4 separate regions of the Mus musculus genome follow, and all the other regions are linked to region 3. Evidence: chromatin contacts called from public Micro-C and promoter capture Hi-C data. All regions are on one chromosome and are shown on one strand. Each heading gives the region's core, a stretch centred on a gene start, on an enhancer-like site or on the middle of the called end of the contact. The rest is flanking DNA. Distances are from core to core; before and after follow the strand shown. Region 1 holds the start of Slc6a9 (solute carrier family 6 (neurotransmitter transporter, glycine), member 9). Region 2 holds the start of Atp6v0b (ATPase, H+ transporting, lysosomal V0 subunit B). Region 3 holds the start of Eri3 (exoribonuclease 3). Region 4 overlaps Armh1 (armadillo-like helical domain containing 1).

Region 1 (5,290 bases), core at 1,831-4,330, 280 kb after region 3:
CTGTCCTCAGGTATCAGGCCTCTGATCTGGGCCCATCCTTCCTCCTGTCTATCAGACCTGACCACCATCCTCTCCCACTGGCTGGCCATGTCTTTTCTTCCTGTAGGCCAGCTGCCCAGGGCGGGGACCTCCCCATGGATCATGAAGGCCATCCCAGCTCTGACCTGGGCTAGGCCCAGACCTGTCTCCCCTGAGACTTCATTCTGATTGGAAAAAAACATACACTCTAGTTCCTGTCTCCCAGAGACAGCTTTTTACCGTGGAGTGTCTCCTTCAAGCCTCTCCTTAGGACCTACTACGAGCGACTGTGGTTGTCTGAAGCTTTGTACTAATCAGATAACATACACACATCTTTTTTGCTTTGTCACTGTTAACTAGCAAAAAACCTCATAGTCAGCATGCCCAATTTCTCCAAATGCCCCTCAAGATAAAAATCTTTTTCCTCAGCCGTGCTGTGGTGGCACACACCTTTAATCCCATCACTTGGGAGGCAGAGGCAGGTGGATTTGTGAGTTCGAGGTCAACCTGGTCTACAGAGTGAGTTCCAGGACAGCCAGGGCTATACAGAGAAACCCTGTCTTGAAAAACAAACAAACAAAAAAAGAAAATCTTTTTCTTCAAACCCTGAACTTAAGCACTAGATTGCTTCTCAAATCCCAAACTTTCTAGTAATACCAATTCTGCACGCCTCCTTCTCCTCCTCAAACCTCCCTGGGCCTCAGCCCTTGGCAGACAGGTACCCTTGTATCCCTAAATCAGCTCTCCTTCACATGGGTTCCTTAGAGTGGATAAGGGACCTACTTTTCACTAGGCCATTAATAAGAGAGGTAGAAGAGAGGACTGCCAGAGGTTCAAAGCCGGCCAGGAGTACATAGCGAATTTTGTGTCATCCAGAGCTGCATACATGGTGGTTACTGTCTCAAAAACCAAACCAACCAAACCAAACCAAATCAAACCATCCCAGAAGCAAATAAACAAAAACCAACAAAACAACCTCCTCCACATAGAAAGCTCAGCATACAAGCTGTTAATCCCAGGGCTGTGGAAACAGAAGCAGGTGGATCACTGAGTTGGAGGTCAGCTTAGTCTATATAGTGAGAACAATGTCAGCCAGAACTACATAGTGAGATGCTGACTCCAGGAAAAAAGAAAGAAAAAAAGAAAGAAAAGAATTCAGGGAGCGGAGAAGGGCTGTGTGTGAGGGGGTACCAGCAGGAGGGGCTGAAATCTGGATGTAAAGAGAATAAAGAAAGAAAACTTCAAAATTCAAAATAAAGTTTTAAACATTTTCTTAGAACCATCCTAATGCCTTTTAGGTCCATCGCATCCCTATAAGTTAGATGGAAGCCCCTCCCTCAGCCCCAACCTTCCCTTTACCTGGCAGCTTCTCCCAAGAGCCTCCTGTCCATCTGTCTTGGGAAGGAGCCATTTTGGATAATCTAAAGAGGAGGCAGGCTATGAGAGACCATAAACAACTTGTAGAGGAACCCAAGTCCTGGTAGGGAAGATGAGAAGTGTTTAGATACTATCTGGTCAGATCCAGGACTTGAGCACACACACAACTACACAGCCTGCTGCAGGACCCACAGTTAGACTCCCAGAAACTTCTACATAAGCAAAGTTAAAGGCCACAGGTGGTGGTGGTGCACGCCTTTAATCCCAGCCCTTGGAGGCAGAGGCAGGCGGATTTCTGAGTGCAAGGCCAGCCTGGTCTACAAAGTTAGTTCCGGGACAGCCACCGGGACTATACAGAGAAACCCTGTCTCAAATCCCCCCCCCCAAAAAAAAAGCCCACAGGCACAACAGATTGCTTAGGTAGATCTGCGTGTGTGTCCCCTCTCTACTCTATACAAAACTCTGGTAATTAGTTCGTGGGAGACTATAAACCCCAAGCAGGCTTATAACTGCTGTGTTCACGGGCAAACTCAAAAGGGACATAAGTGCCTTCCTAGATCTGACCAAATCTCGAGAATGAACAGATTGTGAGTTCCATGACAGCAGAAAGCAGTATATAAGAAGGTAGTTCTGGGAAAGGGCTGTGGTTGAGCCGTGGGGTAGAGAGAGGCCCAACTGAAGGGAGTGTGCTGGCTGCTGTCTTTTTCAGTGATTATAAATTAATAAGGTGGCTTCTCACACCAGTTGATCTTGTGCGCGGCTTTGACATGGATGCGCCTGCTCTTTGGAGACTGGATGTCAATAAACAAGCAAGTTTCCTGGCCGGAAAATGGTGAGAACTCGGGGCACAGAGTGGAATCCGGAGCCTGCCTCTCCAGACCAGGGCCTTTTGCAGAGCACCTGCGAAGCAACAGCAGTCCTCTGGCAATCAGTATTGTCTGGTTTGATAGAGGGTTGGCAGCTTGCTCAAGGTAAGCAAATGTGGCAGCCTGTTCCATTTGCTAGGCACCACTGCCAATCTGGAGCAATGAGTTTCACGTGGGTATGCATTTCCTTAAGTCATTCTCTCCATTTTGCAGAGGAGGAAACTGAGGCTCAACAAAGCATCTTTTGGCAGATACTGCAATCCAGGCACCTGAAGTAGGTAGGCTCTGTGGCACAACTAACCAGGTAGGGCTGATCAAATCAGTGGTGGAGAATTCGGGGAGAAAGGGCTCCCCAGCCTTGCAATTCCAAGGAGTGGGCCCCAGGCTTTACTCAGCTGTGCCCACAGTCTCTAGCGGCGCTACTGCAAAGGGAACGGAATTTGCTCTTGACGTCTCTCTAGGGGGAACGCAGGCGCAGAAGGCCAGGGGCCTGGCGGGCTAACTGCAGCCCCAGCCCCCCAAAGCGCCCCAGGCCTTTTGGCTTCGTTCCAAGCCTAGCCCGAAGGGGAGGACATCTGCTTCCTCCAAGTGTCCCAACTGAAGGGCAGAGAGGCGAAGGAGAAGGGGACTCCTTTGCCGAGCCCCACTCCCAGGGGTTCGTGAGGATCAATCATCAGAAAACTAGAGCCACTTGTAATCTTATTCCCTGGTAGGAGGAGTCTGAGTAGTCGGCACGCGGGAGGGAGGAGATGGGACCAGGGCGGGGGAGGGCGGCCAGGGGAGCCGCTCAGGGAGGGGAGGGACTTGGCTAGGTTTCTCAAGCCTTCTTCACTCTCCAAACTTTCACCAAACTCTTAGCCCCCGCCTCCCCGAAACCAAAACACAACAAGCTCTGGAGGAGCGGCAGGCAACGCGGCGGGGCGGGAGGACTGGCGGCTGCAGAGAGCCTCGGGAGGCTGATGCAACTTTCCCTTTAAGAAAGCCACCTGGGCGCACCGCGGTGCGGACCCAGCACGCCTGGGCCGGGGGCAGCAGTATGGTAAGAGAGCTGGGGGAAGGGGGCTTTGCGGCCCGAGCCTAGGTCTGTCCAGCCGTCGTTCTGGGCGTTTCTGTGACTCTGGGAGGCTGAGCCCCAGGATGTGTATGGATGTGTGTGTGGTGCGTGGATGAGATAGCGTTTGCTTGCGGGTATCTGTGGCTAAGAGTGTGAGTGCTCGCACTGGGATGTCTGTCTCGCCGCGAAGGTCTGGGTAGGTGCGTGTGTCTGTGTGTCATCGTTGTCACCAAGGAACTAAAGCAGACGGGAGGGAGGGTGATTTCGGAATGGAGGGGGTGCGTTGCGTGCCGACGCCGGCTCGGTCGGAGGTGGTTGGTACGGGGCTGTGCGCGCAGCGCCGGAACCGAAGAGCGTCTTCGGTCTTTCTGGGGCGCCAGTGGGTCTGCCGCGGCCGGGAGCCGGCAGCGGGGTCTGTGCCCCGCGTGCAGCCTCTCGCCCCACCTCCTCTCCCAGCCGTGCTGGCTATCTATCTGGGCGCCGCAGCCGGCGGCCTTCCTAATCTGCCCGCCCACTCGCCCGCCGGGTGCCGGTTCCCGCGCGCCCGCGGTTCCTGGGAAGCAGCGAGGAAGAACCCCAGCGCCCTCCGGTTCTCTTTTGTCCGCGGCTCGCGTGGCTGCAGCGTTGAGAAGGGATTGCGGGGCGGAGAGTGGTTTTGGGGGACTGCTACTCTGGGGGGAAAAAATCCACGCCCTGCCACTCGAGCCTTCACTCTAGCCTTCCTTCTGGGCATGCTTGCGGCGAGTGCGGGCGGCCACAGGTGAGGCCTGGTTTCCCGCAGCTCCCGAGCGCCTGCTCCCAGCCTGTACCCCGCAGCAGGCAGCCACACACGGGCCGGAGCTGAGGCCAGCGAGCCGGGAGGGGGCTTGCCCGCAGACCCGGGAGGGGCCGAGGACGGGCGGGGGCGGGGCAAGGGGGCGGAGACCTCGGCACCCGGGTACTTTTCCACCGCGGGGGGCGGGGCGGCATCCTCCACGCCAGCTGAGAGGCGCACACGTGGTGGCTGATGTAACGCCCGCCCCCCAACACACCTTGCACACTGATTAAAGCGAACCGGTCTCGTTTCGAGGAAGTGGGCACTCCGGGCGGTGCCATGACTCCAAAAGTGACCGCGCCCCACACTGCCAGCCCGTCCCGGGCCTTCAAGTCCGGCCGGGCAGCTACTTAAAGGGGCCGCACCCCCTCTCGGGTCTGTTTTCCATAGGCCACGCCCCTCGCTAGTCACTCTTAAAGGAGCCGCGTACCCACCTAGCACTCTATGATAGCTCCCTCACAAAGCCTGTTCTACTTTTTTTCCTTTTTTTCTTGTTTTTTGGTTTTGTATTTTGAGACAGAATTTCTCTGCGTAGCCCTGGCTATCCTGAAACTTGCTCTATACACCAGGCTGGCCTTGAATTCAGAGATCTGCCTGCCTCTGCCTCCCAAGAGCTGGGTCTAAAGGTGTGTGCCACCACTGACTGGTTTCTGTTCTATTTTTTAAATGAAGCAAGTCTGAGGCTATGACTGTTAGAAAGATAAAGGATAGAGGGCAAGGAATGGGCAAAAAGAACACCTAAGATAAAGACATCTCCAGAGAGGCAAAAGGTTAGAGAGCGGGTGATAGGATTGGTTAGGGACTAGCGGAGAACATTGAGCGTGCCCAAGTGTTTCAAAGACTTCAGAGAAAACGCTCCCTTCCTCCTTATGTTCAGCGGGACTACAGTAGTATAGTTCTCAGGATATAGAAGAACCACACGTCTGCCCTGGCAGACCTCTCCAGACAGAGGGGGTGGACAGAAGCCAGCATCTTGCATATATTGCATTCTTGAAGGGTACCATGGAAGGGTCGACTGCAGAAGGAGGAGGAAGGCTTCATGAAGATAATGGCATGGGGTCTGGTTTTGATGTTGGTAGGCAATGTATTGACCAGTGAAAACTGGGGACCAGAGACCCTTACAGAGGGAACTATTGCCCGAGCAAAGGTGGGGATGCAGGA
Region 2 (5,273 bases), core at 358-2,857, 340 kb after region 3:
GCACCTACCTTTTCTTCCCTCCGATCTTTAGGGAAAGCATAGGCATTTCAATGGATACCCGTCCCCGCTGGTTTTCCCTTACCTCAGCCATGTTGCTGATGACAATTGCCATGATGATGCCATAGATGGCCACCGCTTCACAGAAGATAATACTGGCAACAGTGATGGTAAATGGTGGGGGAGGGGGAGGGAAACTCTTTAAGAAGGAAATCAGCCATTTCTGCAGAAAATCCCCAGCCAACTTTCCCTGACTCACATACACGCTACGATGAGACGGGTCACAAGCCAGCATGTCACCCGACCCCCATCGCAGCTAGTTTTGACATGCAGAAGCCTTTACACTTACCTAACCAAGTTCTTGGTTTTGATTCTGGGGGCTTTCACCCCACCCCCAATAATGGATGAGCCGGTTATATAGATTCCCCTGGTGAAGGGTAAGAAACTGATTAAAGGAGCCCAAGGAGTTGCTGTCCCCAGGATGATTAAGAACCCAGTGATGATTCCACCTGCCACGACTTGGCACCTCCCACTCGTCCCGCCACTCCAACACTCACCAGGCTGCTCCAACCACAGACAGAGAAATTGCTAGGCCAATGCCCAGATTCGACCACATGAAGGGGGAAGTTTCCGTCAGGAACCTGGTGTGGAAACAGGGAAGAAAGCTATTGAGCTATGGACAGGAAAGGGCAGGAGTGGGGAGGCCACACAAAACTCAGTGTCCACCCAGCTCCAGCCCACCAGTCCCAGACGTTGCATCTCTAGATTTTCTATTTCCCAAAGGTCCGTGTGTCTGAAGAGCTGGGCTGGGGCTCAGACCAAAGCAGGGAGAAGAGGCTCCTAGGAGAATCCTCTCCATGCCCTCCCTTACCATGCCACATCAAAGCGAAAGCCCAGGTCAAAGATGGTGTAGCAGATTCCTGAAGCAATGAGGAAAGGAGTTAAAGGGTTGCTCTTTCGAGACACAGTCCCCAACCTAGGAAAAAAAAAAAACTGCCCAACTGTCAAACTGTCAGCCACCTACATCTAGACAAGCGAAGAGTCCCGGAGCGAAACAGCACCTCCACCCAGGCCTCCATTTTTTTTTTTTTTTCGGCCACTCCCTAGGTAACCCGTCTTAATGACACCAAGCCCCTTCACGGGCCGGAGGGAACGGGCGCTGCGTCCAGGCCGCGCCAGATCCTGCCGGCCCAATCGCTGTTTACCCAACAAGCTGTGAATGGGTGGGGGAGGGCAAGGAGGAAAAAGGGGAAGCGGGGCGCCCAAATATGCGGCTCGCGGAGAGGAGGTCAGGAACCTGGCGTCGCGACCCTGGAATAGCCGGTGTGACTCTCGCAGCCCAGGGCCGGCCTCCTCCGTCGCGGGAGGGCACCGCGCGGGGCCGGCTCCGGCTGCCACCTGCCCCCCGCCCCAACCAGCAGGCCACCTTGGGCCGCCTGGGCCCCGCTCACCCACAACGACCATGCAGGCCCAGAAGGCCACAAAGATCCCGAGGTAGAGCAACTCCAGCCCCGTCATGGCAGCGGCGACGGCAGGGGTCGGATCGGTGGGACCTGAGCTAAACCGCGTCCACCGTCCGCCCCGCAGTCTGTCGGCCCGCCCCGCAGCGCCACCTGACCGGCGCACGTGATGCGCCGACCCCACGTGACCCCCGCGCACAGTGGCTGGCTGCCTGAGGCCGGGCCCTGGTAGACGTCATGCCGCGGAGCACTGTGGTGGTTGTAGTTTCGTCGGACGTTCTCCGTGACAGGTACTGGCTCTCCACCTGCGCTGCTGGTTCCCTAACTTCCCACCGGACTCCCAGTTTACTCACCAATCACTGCAGATCCTTCCGGTCTGTTCTAGTCCTGCCTAGTTCCTTCTGCTTGAAGCAGGATTTCGCGGTGCCTAGCTAATGCCTGCTGTTCATCGGAGGTCATTCTAGGTTGTCTTTTCCAACCCAGAGGTAGGGTGGAATGCCAGACGCGAACGCCCACGATGTCCAGGTGATCTTATAAGGCCATGCCATTCTCCTGTTCAAATTCCCTGTGGATCCTATTTCACTCGCGACAGAATGATCCATAGGATCCTAAAGTATGCAAAGCAGGCACTGTAACAGAGCTAAGCTCCAGGTCCCTAATAGACTACCCACCCTATCAGACGCAGCCCGCCCTTGCATCTGCCCCTCTCTCTTGCTTCCAGACTTTGCTCTCCTTCAAGCCCTTCCTTACCCATTCTGTTTAATATTCCAACCCCAATCTCCCTTTAACCAGTCCCCTTTCTTTTCCAGATTTGTGTTTTCCCATAATTGTTATCCCTTGATATAATTTTCCTCTGGTTCTTATCTCTGGTTGATATAGTACATTTTGTTTCTGACCACTCTCCCTAGGGGGCCGAAGCACCATGGTTCATGTTGGACTCACTACTGTTTCTAGCGCCTGACATACAGGGGAGTTCTCATAACATGCACACAGAATACATGATGGATGCTCATTTTAACCCAGTCCCCATGTCAGTTACAGCTCTGCCTTTACCATTAGCCTGTGTACTACATGATCTGGATGGTGCCAATATAAGATTCTTTTGCTAATGTGGACAATAAGTAAATTTTGTTTTCTTCTGGGATCCAATACACAAACACACACACACACTGGGAAACCCTAGGACCAACTCTCTGGTTTTTGTTTTGTTTTTTGAGACAGGATTTCTCTGTATAGCCCTAGCTGTCCTGGAACTCACTTTGTAGACCAGGTTGGCCTCGAACTCAGAAATGTGCCTGCCTCTGCCTCCCAAGTGCTGAGATTAAAGGCGTGCACCACCACTGCCCGGCCCATAAAACCAACTCTCTACCAAGGACAAGCACTCTATCAAGATATACCCCAACAACTCTACTTTGATTGAAGCACCCACCATGTTGACTGAGTCTTTGTTTAGGCCCAAATGTTCGTTTCACTCTGTTTATTCTGAATATTTTTTCTCTATAAGATCCAGCTTAAGACTCCTCTGTCTGGGTTGCCTCTTGAGTCCCCTTCAGGAGCCTGCTATGAGAGCCAGCTGCACCTGGGGCTCCCTTCACACAATTATATTTCGTGGGGTTATTATTTCCTCCCAAGCACATTTTGAGGACAGTAATCTGGTTAAATATAACTCACATATCCACCCACAGGATCTGTGTAGAACAGAGCTTTAGTGAATAAAGAGAAACAGGAGAAAAAGTATTCCGTTTATTTCAGTGTCTTTGTTGTCCCCAAGAAACAAGTCTAACTAAGTCAATGTAGCCCAACAAAGTCCTGAAAGCAGCCACATAAGTGCTTGAAATGTAATTAGTGTAATGGACAAATACTTTTTCATCCACTTTAAATGGCAAAAGTCATGTGTCCAGTGAATATTGTCTTGGACAGTGCAGGTTTAGACCAGAGGCTCTCAATGAGGAGTAGTTACATGACATCTGCCAACCTGTAGAGATAATCTGGGTTATCCTAGCTCAGTTGGGGAGGAAGGGAGGTGTTTCTGTTTCTGTCAGCTGAACCTATACATCCTTCTCTATATAGAGTAGCCTCTGCATTAAAGAATTACTCTGCCCAAACTGTCAACAGTGCTGAGGGAGGTGGAAGAACTCTGGTCTGGATCATCCAACTTCTGCCCCTGACCAAGGGCAGAACTCCTGCACACCAGGAACTGGGATGAGCCCTGGGACCCCTCCCTGCACAGGCTATAAGCTGGACAGCTCCACAGAGAGAGCTACCTACACTCCCTGTGTCTAGGCATCAAGTGTCCCTGTGACAGGACGAGACGTTGGTCAGGGAGAACAGGTCCCGGCAGACTTATCACTCTGGCTCTGGCCTCCCAAGGTATCAGCTGCTCCCCTCATCCTCGTAGGCGATGGCGATACCTCGTCTTCCTCTGACGGCTTCTTTCACTGGTGTCTGGCCCAAGCGTGGCTCCAGCCCCTGCCAGTTCCGAGAACTAAGGAATGAAGCTGCAGAGGGAAAGAAGATAAGCTGTGTGGGCTGGACCTGGGCAAAACTCTAGCGGGGGCAGCTGCTTGCATGTTTACCTGCAGGGCTGCTCTCCGCCAGCTCCAGTTGGGGCCTCGGAATTAAGGCCGAACATCTAGTGTCATCTGATGACTTCCAAGGAGGTGGTGGTCGGAGCTCCCCAGAAATGAGTGACACATCTGGGGTATCCCACAACTCTGACTCAGGTGGAGGGAGTGGCACATGGAAGGGAGAACCTGACGTAGAAGGAGAAAAGAAAGCTATCCCGGTTTTTTCAACTCCAACCCCAACTTTCAAACCCAGATGCGGCCTTGCCACTCACCAGGCAACAGCTCTGCATAATGTGTGAGGTGGGGAGCCAGGCCTGGCGGGGGCCAGGCAGGGTTGCAGGCAGCCTCCAATTCACATGGCGTCAATACAGGCCGAAAGAAGCCACCCGAAGGCTGGGGGGCTAGTGCCCCCAGGGGACAGGCTAACAGCACAAAGACGTCCATCTCAGGGAAGTTGGCAAGCTTGGCGGGTGTGGGCTTCCCCACGGCTAACACATAGCTACGTTTTCCAGCAGCTTCCGTCAGTTTCCGCAAGTGTGCCAGTGCCTCACGGTGTCGAGCCACACCTAATGTGCCTGCCAGCAGCCCAACCACACGGGCATCTCTGGCCCTCTCTATGAGATACAGTCTTCGTGCTCTTAGTCTCCCAGCCTTGGCACCCTGGTCTTGTGTCTGTCCTGTATCTGGACAACAGGAAAAGAAGGGCCGCCCTGGTGTCCAACCCAAGAGCAGTCTGCTCAGGTCGGGATCAAGGCTGGAGTCCGAGCTTGCTTGAGAAGCCCCTACATAGAAGGCACCATATTCTTCCAGACGTCTCCCTGGATTCAGGGGGAAGCAGCGCCCAAAACGCTCCAGGGACTCAGGCTGTGAGCTCGGGGATCCCACTGGCAGGGGAAGAGCTGGGCGGGAGATGAGCAGATCTTGGTACTTTGGGAGCAGGAGCATGGCCAAAGGCTCTGAAAGAGGTGCATCAGAGTTGAAGTCTGGCAAAGTAAGAGATGTCTCATCCCCAGATGCCTCAATGTGACCCTAAAGGACAAGCCAGGCCAACTGAGGCCAAGAGCTCTAGGTAAGTGTGCTTAAATAGGAGGAATTAAGGCATGAAGCTGTGGACCCACCCTTCTTTCCCTCACAGGTATAATTTCTCACCTAGGGCATGGGCACAAGCTGGCTCACTCAGCAGTACCACCGGGGCTGTCGGATCTGGGTTCTGGGCTTCAAAGGCCTTTGCACAGAGCTCTAAAGCAAC
Region 3 (5,648 bases), core at 1,127-3,626:
ACTGGAATGATGGGGACTACCTTTTTCCTTTTCCCTGTTTCTCTCTCTCAACCTTCTCTGCTGTCTTCTCCCCCCTCTTCTTCTTCCTCCTCTTCCTCTTCCTCCTCCTCTTCTCCTTCTTTTTGGTTTTTCGAGATAGGGTTTCTCTGTGTGTGCTGGCTGTCCTGGAACTTTCCCTATAGACCAGGCTGGCCTGGAATTTAGAGATCATCCTACTTCTGCCTCCCAGGTGCTGGGATGAAAGACATTCACCACCACACCCAGCTTTTTCTCTCTATTTTTAATGTGATCATTCGATATATCCTTTCTGGAATAGGATCTGCTGAGAGAAACTATTTTCTTTGCTACCCTGGCCAACTGGGTAACACCCTGCCTTGTATATTCACCCCCTCCTTTCCAGCCTCACGTTCTTCTTCCCTGGGCTTAGGCTTCCCAGTTAAGTCTAAGTCTATAACCGTAGTCATTGGATCTGCTCTATTTTCTAGGGTCAGCTGCCGCTGCCTTCTCCTCCTCCTCCTCTTCCTCCTTTCCCTCCTTGTCCTCTTCCTTCTTCTTCTAAGTGTATGTGGGTGTTTTGCTTGCATGGATGTCTGTGCGCCACTTGTATGCAGTGCCTGAGGAAGCCTGAAGAGTGCATTAAATCCCCTAAAACCAGAGTTATAGATGGTTGTGAGCTGCCATGTGGGTGCTGGGAATCAAACTCAGGTCTTCTAGGATAGTCCTAGAATACAGATTCTTTTTTTTTTTTAAGACTTATTTATTATATGTAAGTACACTGTATCTGTCTTCAGACACCCCAGAGGAGGGCATCAGATCTCATTATGGACAGTTGTGAGCCACCATGTGGTTGCTGGGATTTGAACTCAGGACCTTTGGAAGAGCAGTCAGTGCTCTTAACCGCTGAGCCATCTCTCTAGCCCATTGTTTTACTTTTTATATTATCTTTTCATTGCCCATCCCTTCCATTTCCTTTCCTATAGAAAAGCTCCTTGAGGATATGGATTTTATATGTCTTACCATGAAACCATCAGCAACAGACAGTGCCCAATTCTGAAGTATAAACACGCATTGACGAATGGGCCAATCCAGGTTAATGTTTATGTAACGATAAGAAGAAGAAGCTCCAGTTTTAGTTCCAAGATTTGGGGACAGGCAATCGTGGCTCTCCTTTTCTCAGTTGGGGTGAGTGATATCTGTCTCTGTTGCAGTTTACTCCTTCATTTGTCAGAAACACATTATTGCATAGCTGCTCTATGACTGACACCATACTGGGTATAAGCCATGCAGCATGAACAATATGGAAATGAATAGCTATCTTAAACGAGTTTCAATTCCTGGGAGAGAGATGGCAGGGAGACAATTGTAAAGTGCTGTGCTCAGTTCTGTAGGTTCACAGTAGAACCATCTAACCCATTATGTGCATGAGATTAAAGAAGGCATTCTCTGATATGGGGATTACAGGCATTTCCAGCTCAGGCAGGAACCATTATATTAAGATCTCAGAGGTGGCAGGGTCCAGAACTGATATTAGCTGTCTTAAAGGAAAATAGCAGGTGGCAGACAGAGGAGCTTGGTAACTGAAGATGGCTCCTAAGATGGATCTGACTGAGAGGCTGTCAAAATCACCAGTGGCTTAAGACTGATGCTTCCCATTTCATAACGTGGATTCCCAGAGAAGCACAGCTAAGATGGAGACACTCACCCATCGCTTTAGGTGAAGTTCTCCCCAGCTGCCTGGAGAGACTGACTGTGAAAGACCCACTACAGCTATGGCCAGAAACCTTGTTAACCCTGACAGTTCCTCTGAGGGCCTCAACAAGCCAGAAGCTTCCTCCTCAGAAAGGCCCTTCAGAAATCTCAGCATTTTCTTTTTAGCTGAATTCGCCTCCCTTCTTTCCAGATTTCCCTCAGGCCCGCATCAGAAAGTAGATAACGATTACTTGTTGACAATGAATCACAGAAAAGTGTCGCCTAAAGAGAATGTCTCCTAAGCCCATACTCACCGAATGCCTACAGTCAAGGTGGGGAAAATAAGTAGAGCATCTGGGTCATTTTAGGCCTGACGAAGATTTCGGGTTATTTTATTATTATCATTTATTTATTTTTTAAGAAAACCCCTTTCACTGTTTAGAAGTGACCCTCCCTTTCTCTTTTGAATACGTGGCTCCTCTAAACTACAAGTCCCACAAGGCCCAGAGCCAACGGTCACCATCTTGACACACCTTAACGCGCATGTCGGCGGGAGAGAGAGCGTTTGGAGAGAAGAAGCCCCGCCTTACTCCAGCTCATTGGCCAAAGGCGCTAGCAGCGGGCTCAGCGGTTGGCTACCACGCCCGCCCGTCCACCGCGTCGGTCGGGGTCAGAGTGCGCGGAGGTGAGTCGGTGTGTTGTGGACTCGTGGTGCTGGCTGCCGCTGTTGAGGCTGCCTGGAACGGGCTGTGGGAAGCGGGCGGAGCTGGCCCTGCTTCTGCCTGGCCAGCGCCGCAGGCGGCGCGGGCCGTGCCCGCTGCCGTCAACTGCCCGGAGCGTCTGCTGAGGCCGAGGGAGACGCCGGGGCCTGCACCTGGAGAGAGCCTGCCGTGCTGGCCCGGAGGAGGGGGCGTTGCCATGGCGACAGCCTCTCCGGCAGCTGACGGGGGGCGGGGGCGGCCCTGGGAAGGAGGGCTGGTCTCCTGGCCCCCTGCCCCTCCCCTTACGCTTCCCTGGACCTGGATGGGCCCGAGCTGGGGGCAACACCCTGGGGTGGGTGAGATTGAGAGGGCCCCCAGCTTGGGCCCTGGTTAATGCATGCGGGGTGTGGGTCGTGGCGCGCACACTTAAGGAGCCTGGGATTCTGGCCTGGTGCTCACCCTGGATGTTAGAACTCTGGGCGAAGGGATAGCTGGGGAGGGCGGTGGGGGAGCTCGGCTTTGCGAGAGAGACTGGGTGAGTTGATGAAAGGGCCTGGTTTGAGATTTCTGGAGAAGGAGAGAGGTTTGACCAGATAAAGTAGAAGATTAAGGAATTATTTATAGACTACCCCCTCCGCATCTTGGCACAGGCACACATGCTAGCACTTTACTTCCTTGTAAGTCACAAGCTGTGGGTAATAATGGTGGACAGAGGTGGACAGAGTGGAGAAAGAGCCTTAACCCAGGTAGCTTTTTGTATGTCTTTATTGCAAGTGGTCCAGCAACAGGTGTCTTCTTAAAACAAAGAAAGCATGACTTGGGTTGAGTTCTTGTGAAATGTCAGCTGCTCGACGTTGGCCTGGAAGATGCTGGGTATGGGGCCCCTCATCTGGAGATACAGAGCTTGCCCCTCAGGCTGGATTTCGCAATGACTGGGGCCAATAATTGTCTCTGACCATTTTTGTGGCTTGCATTTGCTAGTGCATTTCATTGGTTTCCCAGCCCAAGGGCAGCAAAACATGAATCCCATTGGCCAAAGACTAAGCTATTTAACTGTAGTAGATTGTGATTGGCCGAATGATTTTTGACTGTAGAGTTTGTACCAGAAAACTGGCTTCATCAAATTCAGCTTTATTCTGACTTTATCATACACAGTATACCTTGTTTTAGTGGGCTCGGTCTTGGACCTTAAGTATATTATACTTGAATCGCCCACCATTTAAAAGCCAATTTATAACAGTGACTTGGAGTGTGACTCCACTAATGTATGCCTGTGATCTTGGTTAGAAACCCACTTGGCTGCCTGTCGGCAGGTGCTGCCTGGGGGAAGGGAGCTGCCGGGAAGTGATTGATAAGGTTTCCTTTATGGATTCTGTGGTGCTTCACTGGAGCTCAGAGCACTTTGGCAACTTAAGCACTCCAAATTAAAAGCTCATTAACAATTCCTGCCCAAAGATCCTGTAAATAATCAGCCAGTTAGGTCCTGGAGCTTGGCTAAGAGCTCTCCCTTCAACTTGAAATATCTAAATCAAAGGGGTTGTTATTGCATTTTATTTTGAAAAGTTTACTCCCTGGTGGCATAAACTGGAGAGTGCCCTGTTCCCAGGGGATCAGGATAGAATAAAGTCTTAAGTGTGTGGAGTGGTAGACAGGATTATGGTTCCAATTGTAGATGTTTGCGCAGAGACTTCACTAGCTTACAAGATCATGTCTGTGATTTCTGATCCTTTAGCATATCTGAATGAGGTGATGACGAGGGTAGATATGCCTTGATGGCCCTGGTGTGTAGCCCTGGCTGGCTTCTGCACATGCTGCCTGTGATTGGCTCTCATGTTGTCTTGATTTGGCTTTGATTAGCTTGATTTTTTTTTTTTTTTTAGAAGTTGAGGCAGACTTGGAAGTATTTTGCCTGCATGTATGTCTGTGTAAGAGTGTCAGATCCCATGGAACTAGAGTTACAGACAGCTGTGAGCTGCCATGTGGGTGCTGGGAATTGAATCCAGGTCCTTTGAAGAGCAGCCAGTGCTCTCAGTCTCTGAGCCATCTCTCCAGCTGAGAAGTATTTTGAACATGTTTCCCAGTGTATGTTTCCATTCTTGTTACTGCCTATAGGTTTGTAACAATGAACCCTTCTCTTCAGTCCTGGCTCAGCCCCAGTTCCTGAGTTCTGAATATTGCAAGCCTTGTGTCTTTTTCTGATAGGATTCTGAAATTATCCAGTGAACCACCACCTCATGACTATCATTCTTAGTCGAGGCTCACATATTATGAATATTTGATAATTCTAGAAGATAAACTTCCTTAACGAGGCTCACATATTATGAATATTTGGTATTTCTAGAAGATAAACTTCCTTAAGGAGAACACTATACTAGAAACATGAAGTCTATAATTCATATACAAGCTTGAGCACACATGCATGAATGTAATATTAGTTAATAGCATCTGAAAGGTCTGTGGGACCGTTTTCTTTCCGCAGTAATAGCTAAATCCCAAAGTTTGAGTTTATGAGTCTAGGAGTGACCACCAGTGAGAATTTAAATCTTGAGTTGAAATATACCTGTTGCAGAAATGTGTGTCTGTCCACAGCATTGGGGCTTTCCAGCTCTCACAGACCCTTCAGCATCTCCAGCTGCCAGTCTTGGCATCTTCGAAGTAAGGAGAGGTGAGAATCCTGTTGCATGATCACATTTGGTGTCTGACTGGTTGGATTTGGTGGGAATGGGATGAGGACTGGTGTAGAGTGTATTTTTCTGTAGCTTCTGGTATGGTAGGTAGAGTATGCTCAAACTTAGTGAAACAAATTGGCTAAAATCTTTAGAGTAAGAGTTAGAGAAGATGAGTGATCTAGACTCTCCAGTTTGGTCATGAGATTTTCTTTTTCTTTTTCTTTTTTTTTTTTTAGCTCCTCAGTACTGGGGAATGAACCCAGGACTTTGCAACACATTAGGCAAGCATGCCAGTACTGAACAATGTTCTTTCTTTTTTTTATTTGGTTTTTCGAGACAGGGTTTCTCTGTGTAGCCCTGGCTGTCCTGGAACTCACTCTGTAGACCAGGCTGGCCTCGAACTCAGAGATCTGCCTGCCTCTGCCTTCCAAGTGCTGGGATTAAAGGCGCCACCACGCCTGGCCTGAACAATGTTCTTAAGTCTCTCTCTCTTTTTTTTTTCTTCTCACGTATATTTGACCTTAACTAAAATGACCAGACTGGCTTCAGACTTGGCAGCCCCCCTGTTTCATGCTCTACCTAGTGACTG
Region 4 (5,131 bases), core at 1,920-4,419, 330 kb before region 3:
GATTACATTTACCTTTTAAAAATCTGATCCCTAGGGATCAAACACTCAGGGCCTCCTACATTCTAGGCAAGCATTTAGCTACATCCTCAGAAGTAGCTAGGAAAGGTAGCCACAACATCTGCTTCCTCCACAAAATACTTCCTACAGGGAGACGCCTGCAGTCTCTGCACTCCAGATGCTGGGGCACGAGGATTTTGAATTTGAGCATGGTTTAGGCTTTAGGTAGATCAAGACCCTTTATCGCCGGGCAGTGGTGGTGCACGCCTTTAATCCCAGCATTTAGGAGGCAGAAGCAGGCGGATTTCTGAGTTTGAGGCCAGCCTGGTCTACAGAGTGAGTTCCAGGACAGCCAGAGATACACAGAGAAACCCTGTCTCGGAAAACAAAAACAAACAAAAAAAGACCCTCTATCTATCTAACTAAAGTTTTTTTTAATGAATTAACAAAACAAAATAAAACAAACAAACAAACAAACAAACAAAAAGGAGAAACACTTTTTATGCAGCTCGGGACAGTGGAACAAGTTTGTGCTCTAAGCACTTGGGAGGCTGAGGAAGTCAGAGGCAGGAGCTTTGAGTTTGAGGATAGCTCTATATAGCTAATTCCTGACAAATCTAGGCTACACAGTCAGACTCTGTCTCAGACGAACGAATGGAAACCACGACAAGACGACAGTGCTAACAGCCACCCACTGTCCTCTTGGTCCTGCCAGCCATGTCTCTGGATTGTGTGCTTCATAGAGATCCTCCAGGGTACCCTCAAAGTCAATTCTGATGCAGCCCCTGACACTTCTTGATGCTCAGAGGTGGCTCGTATTGTTGTTGCTACTGTAGTGGATGGGGGCCTAGGCTATGTAGCCCTGGCTGGACTGGGGCTTGTTATGTAGACCAGACTGACTCTGAACTCAGAGATCCTTCTGCCTCTGCCTCCCGAGTGCTGGGACAAGAGACTGCATTTGGCGTGCCCATCTGATTAGCGTTCTAACCTGGAGTCACAGATCCGAAAACACTGTACAGGGACAGGGTCCAGCCCTGGGGTGCCGCAGAGCATTTGGAGCCTCTCTGGCATCTCCCAAACTTTATGCAAACAAAACAAGAAGCTCTGAATGCTTGGCAGCCACTGTGTGCAGCGGCCAGAGTCCCAGACTCTCCAATGTTTCTTACTTGCTCTGCTGCTGGGTTGATGGGGATGCGTTTGGGTCTGAACGCTTTGACTCCTTTTATTGGATTGTGAGTCACTTTGCCAGCTAGAGCAGGATGCCACAGCGATGCCAGTGCACCCTGGGAAATATGTCTATGCCTGAGATGTGAAGAGAAGTGACTGGGTGGATGCCCAGGCTCCAAAGGAGTGTAAGAAGATATGTTTATGATAAATTCCTGGCTGGGAGCAGCAGGTTCTGCAACGTAGTCAGATATTCCAGGAGATAAATATTTACTTCTGCCAACCCACTTTAAACTGAATGCTTCATCTTCCATTGGTTATGTAACTAGAATGCTCGAAGCTCCTGGGACAAATGAAGATTTTTCTCACCCAGCCAGTTCTGTGTTTTGTGTTCGCAGCTGTCACTGGTTATACCCAAAGAGAGAGAAGCAGGGCCCTGCCTCTCTGCTGAGACATTTGCTCTCTGAGCAAGCACTTTACGGACTCATCCCCACCCCTTGGCCAACCCGGATGGGGCATGCGCTCGCTACAGGACCTGTGCTGAGGAGATAGAGGGGGCAGTGATCAGCAGATGTAAGGTGGATGCCATGGACACTTAGTTCAAGAGGAAAGAGTCATATCTCAAGTCCAGAAAGCCCACAGCCTGAAGCTGGATGAGGCAGCACGTGCCTATAAGAGCAACACTCGGGAGCTGGAGGGCCACTGCTTACTTCATATAGAGTTTGAGGCCAGTCTAAGCTGTCTAAGACTCTGTCTAAAAAAACCAAAGCAAAACAACTCACCCTTGTCTGCACCAGGATGCCTCGTGCTTTCCTGCTGATCCCTCTGAACAGATGAAGAAGTTGAGGGCAAGTGGCCTTGTTAGGGGGCCAGTGAGCAGGAAAGCTTCTACCAGGGTTAATGTTCCTGTGGCAAAAGGACCTTACAAGTGGCCAAGTAACCAAAGTTGGTGGTGGCGCACGCCTTTGACCTCTGCCTTGGGAGGCAGAGGCAGGCAGATCTCTGAGTTCAAAGTCAGCCTGGTCTACAGAGTGAGTTCCAGAACAGCCAGGGCTACATGGAGAAATCCTGTCTCGAAACAAAACAAAGGAACAAAATAAGTGGTCCAGCACTTGGATATCCCGTGTGTGCGGGAGAATAAAATATTCCATCCCAGGTGTGTGTGTGTTTGGCTTTGGCATTTTAGAATTGCTTTTTGCTACTGTTTTTTTTGTTGTTGTTGTTTTGTTTTTTTGTTTGTTTGGGTTTTTTTTGTTTTTGTTTTTGTTTTTTTGAGACAGGATCTTTCTACATAGTCCCAGATAGCCTAGAACTAACTAACTATGTAGTCCAGGCTGGCCTTGAACTCATAGAGATCCACCTGCCTCTGCCTCCTGAGTGCTGGGAATAAAGGTATGTGCCACCATGCCCAGCATCAGAGTTGGTTATCAGAGAAACTGTACGGCCTCTTGTAGATAGGAACAGGTCTGGAAGGCCGCCCTTCTCTTAAAGGGGCTGACATTATGAAGGAAATCTGTCTTAGCCAGCTCGTGGCTATGCACAGGCTTTTCTATGACGTACCCTCCTTTTTGCTTAGGGAAGATCTTTTCATGACAGAAGAGGTTGGGGTCCGACACTTGCCCAGACAGATTGCATCACAGGTGGTTTTTGACTAGGGACTTTGTGTAACCGGAAATCCTTTTGTGCCTCCTCCCAGCAACCTTCCATAAAGAGCAGCCACTTCCTTTTCCTCCATAACTGGAAGCCTGAATGCCTCTACATAAAGTTCAGTTAACCAGCACCTCCCTTCAGCCTCATACTCTGTAGGATTCTACAGAGTTTTTTTTTTCTGTTACTCTGTCTATAAATCATTTTACAGATGAAGATGATCATGCCTTGACAGCGAACAGACTAAATCTAAAGCTGGTGTACACATGCAGTCACTTCCACGGTGCCCACCCATGTCTTTGCTGCTAGAGTCTTGGGAAACCGGTTTACTGTGCACTTCTGGACGAGACTGCCACCTGCTGGCTGCACAGAGGAAGCACGCTTCAGCATAAATTTTCTTTCTTTTCTACTGGAATATCCTTGCAGGCTGTACTTGACCAGTCACATGCTCTCTGATTCCTGAGTGTTCTGCTGCCCTTTTAACTACATTCTATTCAAATACTAATGTTGAAGCACTAAAAATAGATTAACTCATACATTTTTAATTACACCGTATTCAAAGACCAATGCTGAAACACTAAAAATAGATGGATTAATTATTAGACATGGAGCCTTCACTGTTAGATCAAACTGGCCTTCATTTTGTGGCAGTCCTCCTGCTACCGCCTCCATCGTCGGCGGTTACAGACACATGCCATCATGCCCAGATAAAAATACTTTCAGAGAATTGCTTTTTAAGAGCTGAGGAGGACTGATGAGATGGTTCAGTGGACAAAGACACTTGAAACCAAGCCTCATCAACTGAGTAGGATCCCAGGGTTGCATGGTGGAAGGAGAAAAGTTCTGCTAGTTATCCCCCAACCTTGCCATCCCTGTGGCATGCACACCCCCTCCCAAATAAATAAATAAGGCAGGAGAGGCTCAGCAGTTAACACACTTTTTTTTGTTGTTGTTTTGTTTTGTTTTGTTTTTTTTTGACAGGGTTTCTCTGTGTAGCCCTGGCTGTCCTGGAACTCACTCTGTACACCAGGCTGGCCTCGAACTCAGAAATCCACCTGCCTCTGCCTCCCGAGTGCTGGGATTAAAGGCGTGGGCCACCACTGCCCGGCATTAACACACTTGTTAAGCAAGCTTGAGAACTGGAGTTCATGTCCCCAGCACCCAGGTAAACTGGGCTAGCACTGTGGCTGGGTTGCACTCTTAGCACTAGGGAACTAGAGACAGAGATCCCAGGGGCAAGCTGGTTAGCCCAGCTCATCACATTGGTGAGTTACAGGTTCAGCTAGAGACATTAACATGTAAACAGAGTGGCTAAGGAAGACCTCTGATGTCATTTTCTGACCTCCATGCACATGTGTGCGAGTGCACACACACACACACACACACACACACACACACACACACACACACAACTTTAAAGTCTAGCCAGACTCAGCTGAGAGAAGCTGAGATAAGTGGGTTGGTTAAGTGCTGGGGATCAAGGCTATCCTGGATAATGCAGCAAGAATCTGTCTCCAAAATGCAAACAAAAAATATATTATCAGTATTGTTATTGTATTTGTTTGTTTACTTATTTACTTACTTATTTGTGACAGGGTCTATCTTTATAGTCCTTGTTGTCTTGGAGCATGCTACATGGACTATGCTGTTCTAGAATTCACAGAGATCTCCTGAGTGCTGGGATTAAAGTTGTGTGCCACCAAACCCAGCTTGTTATTATTGTTATTTTTAAACAATAAAGAAAATCGATAAAGTATAAACATAAGCTATGGATGTGACATATGTGCTGATGACCCAGGAGTTATGGTGACATGTTCTCTGTCTCTCTCTCTCTCTCTGAAGTCTCCTGTAGCTAGACTATACTCAAGCTTACTATGTAGCTAAGTATGAACTTGAATTACTGATCTTACCAGTTTGTTTGTTTGAAGACAGAATCTTACTTTGTAGCTCAGGCTGGCTTTGAACTTATGACATTCATCCTGTTCATCCTGTCCCAACCTCTTGAGTGCTAGGATTACAGGTGTGAACCTATCTCAGTTATCTGCTCTCTGCTCTTCTAGGCAAGTGCGGTGGTTTGAATAGGAATGGCCCCCCAGAGACTCGTGTGTTTAAATGCTTGGGCCATATAGAGTGGCACTATGAGGAGGTGTGGCCTTGTTGGAGTCGGTGTGGTGTTGTGGGGCCAGGCTTTGAGGTTTCCTGTGCTAAAACTCCACCCAATGTGGAACACAGTCTCCTTCTGCTGCCTGTGGATCAAGATGTAGAACTCTTGGCTCCTTCCCCAGCATATTTCTGCCATGCTTCCTGCCATGATGATAATGCA

What was found. Promoter capture Hi-C pulls out the DNA fragments that hold promoters and counts their contacts. A called contact is a pair of places that touch in the nucleus more often than the background predicts. Capture Hi-C pulls out chosen DNA fragments and counts their contacts.
Region 1: a contact with region 3 is called in a Micro-C map of embryonic stem cells, with 4 times the contacts expected there. The contact joins the promoter of Slc6a9 here to the promoter of Eri3 in region 3. A contact is called at or near these places in 2 of 39 promoter capture datasets (the C10 cell line and erythroid cells) and 3 of 484 Hi-C or Micro-C datasets (embryonic stem cells and stem cell-derived neural progenitor cells).
Region 2: a promoter capture Hi-C map of liver shows a contact between it and region 3. The contact joins the promoter of Atp6v0b here to the promoter of Eri3 in region 3. A contact is called at or near these places in 3 of 39 promoter capture datasets (hematopoietic stem and progenitor cells, liver and pre-B cells), 13 of 484 Hi-C or Micro-C datasets (CD4 T cells, CD8 T cells, Sertoli cells and 5 more), 2 of 115 datasets of contacts at active chromatin or transcription factors (effector CD8 T cells and memory CD8 T cells) and 2 of 9 other capture datasets (adipose tissue and liver).
Region 4: a promoter capture Hi-C map of hematopoietic stem and progenitor cells shows a contact between it and region 3, with 2.9 times the contacts expected there. The contact joins the enhancer-like site here to the promoter of Eri3 in region 3. A contact is called at or near these places in 10 of 39 promoter capture datasets (the C10 cell line, the HPC-7 cell line, cranial neural crest and 5 more), 1 of 15 datasets of contacts at CTCF or cohesin (the NIH/3T3 cell line), 2 of 115 datasets of contacts at active chromatin or transcription factors (astrocytes and embryonic stem cells) and 2 of 9 other capture datasets (adipose tissue and liver).

What each region holds. Positions count from the first base shown.
Region 1 is chr4:117,832,178-117,837,467 of GRCm38.p6, forward strand. It overlaps Slc6a9 (solute carrier family 6 (neurotransmitter transporter, glycine), member 9), which reads left to right and starts at 3,081. Exons shown (of 14, transcript NM_008135.4): 1 at 3,081-3,300.
Region 2 is chr4:117,885,722-117,890,994 of GRCm38.p6, forward strand. It overlaps Atp6v0b (ATPase, H+ transporting, lysosomal V0 subunit B), which reads right to left and starts at 1,608. Exons shown (of 8, transcript NM_033617.3): 1 at 1,449-1,608; 2 at 869-917; 3 at 555-638; 4 at 347-424; 5 at 83-152. The coding sequence starts at 1,515. It overlaps Gm12841 (predicted gene 12841), which reads left to right. Exons shown (of 4, transcript NR_168719.1): 2 at 32-167; 3 at 1,585-1,747; 4 at 2,366-2,570. It overlaps Dph2 (DPH2 homolog), which reads right to left. Exons shown (of 6, transcript NM_026344.3): 3 at 5,174-5,273; 4 at 4,297-4,980; 5 at 4,034-4,210; 6 at 2,922-3,955. The coding sequence ends at 3,831.
Region 3 is chr4:117,547,989-117,553,636 of GRCm38.p6, forward strand. Eri3 (exoribonuclease 3) reads left to right here and starts at 2,377. Exons shown (of 9, transcript NM_080469.4): 1 at 2,377-2,742; 2 at 4,980-5,055. The coding sequence starts at 2,608.
Region 4 is chr4:117,215,887-117,221,017 of GRCm38.p6, forward strand. The region is part of intron 7 of Armh1 (armadillo-like helical domain containing 1); the gene reads right to left. Among named protein-coding and RNA genes, the nearest start is that of Gm23287, 7.6 kb to the left of the region's middle. Within about 2 kb of position 3,170, at least 48 of the 459 cell types and tissues checked have an H3K27ac peak or open chromatin away from gene starts, as enhancers often do. A contact at or near this core is called in the HPC-7 cell line, adipose tissue and hematopoietic stem and progenitor cells, where this site is marked.